2 separate regions of the Salmo salar genome follow, and region 1 is linked to region 2. The links are chromatin contacts, called in public Hi-C maps. All regions are on one chromosome and are shown on one strand. The core of a region is the stretch at or near the end of the contact, and the rest is flanking DNA. Distances in the headings are between cores, read along the strand shown. Region 1 holds the start of LOC106561933 (MAP kinase-activating death domain protein). Region 2 holds the start of LOC106561924 (tetraspanin-4).

Evidence for each region. Hi-C and Micro-C count contacts between places; a contact is called where the count stands out from the background.
Region 1: a Hi-C map of muscle shows a contact between it and region 2, with 20 times the contacts expected there. The contact joins the promoter of LOC106561933 here to the promoter of LOC106561924 in region 2. A contact is called at or near these places in 2 of 3 Hi-C or Micro-C datasets (gill and muscle).

What each region holds. Positions count from the first base shown.
Region 1 is chrssa11:8,640,200-8,643,514 of Ssal_v3.1, forward strand. It overlaps LOC106561933 (MAP kinase-activating death domain protein), which reads left to right and starts at 2,046. Exons shown (of 36, transcript XM_045688991.1): 1 at 2,046-2,372. It overlaps LOC106561932 (oxysterols receptor LXR-alpha), which reads left to right. Exons shown (of 10, transcript XM_014126345.2): 10 at 1-14.
Region 2 is chrssa11:8,239,098-8,242,602 of Ssal_v3.1, forward strand. It overlaps LOC106561924 (tetraspanin-4), which reads left to right and starts at 1,792. Exons shown (of 7, transcript XM_045688973.1): 1 at 1,792-2,128.

The sequences.
Region 1 (3,315 bases), core at 796-3,295, 400 kb after region 2:
TCCCAGAAATGTTCCATGTGCACAAAAGCTTATTTCTCTCAAATGTTGTGCAAAAATGTGTTTACATCCCTGTTACGGAGCATTTCTCCTTTGCCAAGATAATCCATCCACGTGACAGGTGTGGCATATCAAGAAGCTGATTAAATAGCATGATCATTACACTGGTGCACCATGTGCTGGGGACAAAAGGCCACTCTAAAATGTGCAGTTTTGTCAACACAATGCCACAGATGTCTCAAGGTTTGAGGGAGTGTGCAATTGGCATGCTGACTGCAAGAATGTCCACCAGAACTGAATGTTCATTTCTCTAGCATAAGCCGCCTCCAATGTTGTTTTAGAGAATTTGTCAGTATGTCCAATTGACCTCACAACTGCAGACCATGTGTAACAAAGCCATCCCAGGACATCCAGCTTCTTCACCTGTGGGATCGTCTGAGACTAGCCACCCGGACAGCTGATTAAACTGGAGTATCTCTCTCTGTACTAAAGCCCTTTTGTGAGGAAAAACTAATTCTGATTGGCTAGGCCTGGCTCCCCAGTGGTTGGGCCTATGCCCTCTGACTCACCCATGGCTGCGCCCCTGCCCAGTCATGTGAAATGAATATATTTAGTTAATTGATTTCCTTATGGACTGTAACGCAAAATCTTTTAAATTGTTGCATTTATATTTTTGTTCAGTATACATTGTAACTATGACTGAAGGTACACTAAGCAAGTTTTAGTTGCTAATAAATTCAGTGTTGGTGACGTTTTCTTAAACTGTACAATCCTTGAATTTCTGGACAATATTTCTGGCCATTTAGGGGACCTTTTCTGTCCATTAACTCATTTAATTGGATGTCAAGGCCCTGTATTTAAGACAACAAATCCACCCAATGTGGCACAATGCAGTCCCTCATTGAAATTGATGCAAATGGATACAAATAAACTTCAGAATTGCATTGGGGGCATACTGGTATTTCACTGTACAGCCTTACCTATGGATTGGGGATCAATGAAATGGGGTGTCAGTTTACTCTGTGACACCTACAGAACACAACTGTGAAGGTTTACACAAATATTAGTGTCGTAGCTCTTATTGTGGGACTTTGACTGTGGGAAATCACCTCCCCAGTCAGCCTATTGTGCGTATTGACATTCATATTGCACTGTACAGCCTTATGGATCAATAAAATTGGGTATCAGTCTACTCAGTGACACCTAAAGAACAACTGCAGAGTTTACCCACATATTAGCATCGTAGCTCATATTGTGGGACTGAAACCACTGTGAAATGAGCCACATTAAGCTTACCAGTCCAGCTCAATGTGTATTGGACATTCATATTGCACTGTACAGGCTTACCTATGGATTCTGGATCAATGCAATTGAGTATCAGTCCACTCAGTGACACCCACAGAACACAACTGTGAAGGATTACACAAATATTAGTCTCGTAGCTCATATTGCTGGGCCTTTGACTGGGAAATCACCTCCCCTGTCAGCCTATTGTGCGTATTCACATTCATATTGTACTGAAGTGATTTCCCACAGTCAATGTCCTGCAATAAGAGGTACACTGCTCATATCTGTGGCCCTGGATGTCACTGAGCAGACTGATACCACATTTCATTGATCCACAATCCATAGGTAAGACTGTACAGTGCAATATCATTATGAATATAAATATCCACAGTAGGCTGACTGAGCCTACAGTCAAAGTCCTATGATACTAATATTTGTGTAAACTATTCACAGTTGTTCTGTGGGTGTCACTGAGTAGACTGATACCCCACGTCATTGATCCACAAGCCATAGATGAGGCTGTACAGATAAATAAGTATGCCCCCAATGCAATTATGAAGTCTATTACATCCAGTGTGATTTCAACTGATTGTTAAATGTATATAACATGCCCACCTTGTTTAACATATTGTCCAAATATGACATGATTCAAATATTTGTATCCGTTTGCATTACTTTCAATTAGGGACTTTTATGTTGAAGACAAACCGCAAATTCCACTATTGTGGCTAGCTTCACATAGGTCTCACAATTGTACAGTCTGCCCCCACCCGCGGAACTCCAGTCCCTGCAGATGATCTGGAGGAAATGTTATGAAGACGGGGTTTATGCTAATAATCATACGTGTGCAAGCAAACTAGCGTTTCACAGGCTAAAATTAGGTGTGGATTTAAATACACATTGAAGAGCTGTTGAATCACCATCTCTGGAAAATGGATCCAGGATACTTATTACATCTCGCTATTTGAAATACGTCTCAATTCAGCTCCTCACTGGCTTTCTTTCTACCACCAACAACATACCAGCCCGACGTCGACGACAGCTAGCGGGTATTGCTAGCCACCTAGCTAACACATTGCTAGCTACTGGTAAGATGGTCTTGCATTTTCCATTCGTATCTTGGTTGACCATTTCACAACTGTCACAAATGTGACAACGTCAATGAGTACAGATCGATCAAATATTGTTACTTGACATGGTTAAAACTTAAAGATACAGTCAGCTACTTATGGTAGCTAGCTACTTACGATAGCTGTTAGCTAATGCACTCGTGACGTACGTATAAGTGATGGTGTTGGGTTGCTCTGTACCTGTCCTGAAGGACGCTGAATATAGATAGTGCTAAACACTGGAACAACAATTACATGCGGGTCGTTGTAGATAGAATATCCCACGTCCTTATTGTAATTAAACATGGGACTTGTCAACCATTTGGAGGTAACTTTCCCGTATCACATAATTAAGTCACCTTCACCACTGTCTTCCTTATTCCGTCAAGACAGCTTCATAGCCTGGTTTGCTGGTTAGATAGAGCTAGGCGAGAAGGGTGCCATTGCGACCCGCATTTTGAGGCGTTCCTGCATCAGCAGCACCCCTCTTTATACTTCTATTGGTCCGTTTTTAAGCTAGGACTCTGGTTCACAGGAGGGAGTAGGGGGCGCTCCAGTACAGTAGGTGGCGGTAATGCACCATAACGTTGGATGCCAACCGCTGATAAACCCCACGGAAGAAGTGACGGGGCAACAATCCTTAGCTAGTGATGGGGAAACTAAGCTTCCTGAAGCATTGAGGTTTTTCACCAAATTCTGTCAAATAGGTCCATTACTCGAGTCTTTGACCAACTATGGGCACCTGCTGGTCAAAAGAATTTAGAGCAGCCAAATTATTATAGGTGATGTCCCACATCCCGTAGCCTTTTTGTCTTCTACCAAACCGATCAGGTGGTTGTTCAACGAAACGAAGCTTCGGATGTCATTGATCACATGCTTCTGATAAATTGATACAGGCATCGGCACCCTGCTTTGAAGTACA
Region 2 (3,505 bases), core at 542-3,041:
ATTCAACCGTGCACATTACTGTAGACTTCTTGTCACTGTATCATTCAACCGTGCACATTACTGTAGACTTCTTGTCACTGTATCATTCAACCGTGCACATTACTGTAGACTTCTTGTCACTGTATCAGACTAAGCAGAGGTGATCTGATGATGTTGAAATGTTGAAGGTGAAATGGTGCTGGAATAGAGGGGGCAGCTCCTGTTTTCTTTGCGACCTGCGGTAACTCTCTGTGGTTCAAAATCAATAGTTGTTTAGTGGTCCGAAAATGTCAAAAACTTAAACTTGCTTGACCATTCTGTAGGTCATGTACCTGTTCGTTATTGTACGTGCAATATGCTTTGTGGACTTCACTGGAAAGAGGTTGCTATCTGGTTTTGTGCTAAAACAAAGGTGTGGTATAAGAATTGATTCTGCCACAGTGTCTTCTTATTGTCTCTGCTGTAGGCCTATATATCACAGTCGCAAGGCATATGAATTAACAGGTTATAGAGCAAACAACACTTCCCCAGTGATTTTACCCACGCACCTCTACTGCCCAATAGAAACTCTCATTTGTGACGGTTGGACTAATGATTGCACCCTGGTAATGGTGGTATTGAATGTGTCACTGTCTGCCACCTTGATTACTCAAAATTCTTTCGACCTGTCTACCTACGTTGTAAACTTTCATTCATGGGCTAGGTTGTAGCAACCTCATGATGGGTACAGGGAAAATGTAGTAGCCTAAACCTATCAATGTTACATTGAGCTGGGCAAATGAATGACAGTCATCCAACATGCAGTAATAGAAATAAGGCCATGCTCATAAAAAATGTAAAATAAATCATCCTCCCTCATTTTAAACGGCACCGACCACCACTGAGGTGATTTGCATTGTGGCCAATGTAATGGGTGGAGTAAAAGGCCAGCAACACTCCGTATTATTATTGAAATGAAACCATATATAGAGTCTACAAACCCTACTGAGTATTCCCCACCCCACTTTTTTACATCGGCACAAAGAATAGTTTTTCATGTACAGTGCTGTATTTGTATCATATACTGTCCAGGCACCTCATTTGACCACAGTAAAAGCCCAGCAACACTTCCTATGACCTAGTTTTTTTGTTCAAACTCATCTGATTTGTATTCTAGGGACTCTAGTGAGTAGACTGGACCCGAGTTTTATAGACACACAATCTATTGTTTTTCCTGTACAGTGCAATTTGTTTGTGCAATACAACAAATATACAGACTTTTCATAAACATTACATTTCAAAATCGCATCCTTTAACAACAGCACCAGTAAATAAACACGAATCATACAATGCAAATAATGATTTATTTAAAAAATAATTAATTGCATATTTTTTTTACCAGTAGGCTTTTATTATGCCATGATCACACCTACAGTTTTATTGCACAAAATGCTACACAGCATCATCTGGATATGTGTGCAACAAAAGTTGAACATTCAACTTCTGCTACCATTTCTGTCTTCACATACAGTTTGACACATATGTTCGATAAATCCAACGTACGCACCACAGAGAACGCAATGTAACTGCCTCTGCAAAGCAATGATGCAAGACAAACGCAGAGTTCCATCAGAAATGAATGTATTTCTGGTCGAACCAAAATGCAAAACCCTGTCGGTGTGATACGAGGCGTAAGGGGGATACGGGTGTGTTCATACAGGAACCAATGGGATGCAATAGCATACACATGGCGTTTACAGCGTACTTTTATTTTGGAGGCTAAATCCGAAAACCGGAAGTATTAATGGTGATCCAGCTAGTGCTGCTAGCACGACGGTAATCAACACTTCCTGGAACTGCGTCGAGAACCACAGAGTGAAACAGGGGAACAGAAATGGTGTTACCGACACCTTCTGTACTGGAGAAGGAGCGCATGTGAACTGATTGAAATGTACCATTGCGGAGCTCCATAAACGTGTTCGCCCAAAGGGAATTCAAATGTGCAGGCTACTATTTCTACAGTACTGATATATTTTAAAGCGGCTCTAGTTTTACAACGGGAACCTCACGCACGAGAGAGACAACTAGAGAGAGAGAGAGAGAGACTGAAAGTTAGCCTACTCACCGAGTATCCTACAGTGAGGACCATTATTGACGTGAAATGATAGACGTAAGTCTACATTTCCCTGGAAATATAGCTATTTTCAGCCAATTTACAGATTACAGACCTAGCTAACATACCAATTGATGCTAATGTCCTGGGCAAACTATGTTAATTTTATATATTCTGACACACACACACAAATACAATAACTATTTATTATTATGACTGCAGCTTTAATACTTTTTGGGAAGAGTTTTGGATACATGGTCATGGCAACAAGCAATTTCTTATCCTCATGGCAACATCTTCAAAATCACACCAATATCCCGTAGGAGAGTTAGCATTATAGTGGCATCTTTCCTTCACATAGTCTACTTAGGGCTACTAATTTACTAAGTCAATATTTATCCAATTCCATAGCAACCACGTGATGATTCAAATTTATTTCATGTATTTTTTTATTTTTCAAATCAAAATCAAATCACATGTTATTTGTCACATGTGCTGAATACAACAAGTGTAGACCTTACAGTAAAATGCTTACTTACAAGCCCTTAACCAACAATGCAGTTTTAAGAAAATATTTAGCAAAAAAAACACAATAAAATAACAATAAAGAGGATATAATATACAGTGGGTACCTGTGGAGTGAGGAACAAGAATGGTGTCAGAGAGAAACGTTCCCCTGGTTCCAGATAAAAGACAGAAATAAACTTTCCCTAGAGAATAACATTTCAGAATCCCAAGCATTCCTGGAGCTGTTCCCTCCCTTGTATTGGCTTTCCTTCTTTTGGAAGAGGAACAATGAGCCTCACTGACTGCCCAACTCATACCCACAGATAAAGGCAGGCTGATCAGCCCTACAGTATAATTTCATCATAGGACAAGAATACTTTATGTGGTCTTACAGGCTGGTATAGGAACGTAGGATTTTTTTCTATTACAAAAGTGTTAACTTCAATCTCTACAGTGCATTCAGAAAGTATTCAGACCCCTTGACTTTTTCCACATCTTGTTACGTTACAGCCTTATTCTAAAATTGATTAAAAAAAAAAAAACTATCCTCATCAATCTACACACAATACCCCATAATGACAAAGTGAAAACAGATTTTTAGATTTGTTTTCAAACGTATTAAAAAAACAGAAATACCTTATTTATATAAGTATTCAGACCATTTGCTATGAGACTCTAAATTAAGGTCAGGTGCATCCTATTTCCATTGATCCTCCTTGAGATGTTCCTACAACTTGATTGGAGTCCACCGGTGGTAAATTCAATCGATTGATTTGTTTAGTGTGACCCTTTCCATGATTTGGAAAGGCACACACCTGTTTATATAAGGTCCTACAGTTGACAGTGCATGTCAGAGCAAAAGCCAAGCCATGAGGTTGAAGGAATTGTCCATAGAGCTCTGAGACAGGATTTTGTCGAGGCACAGAT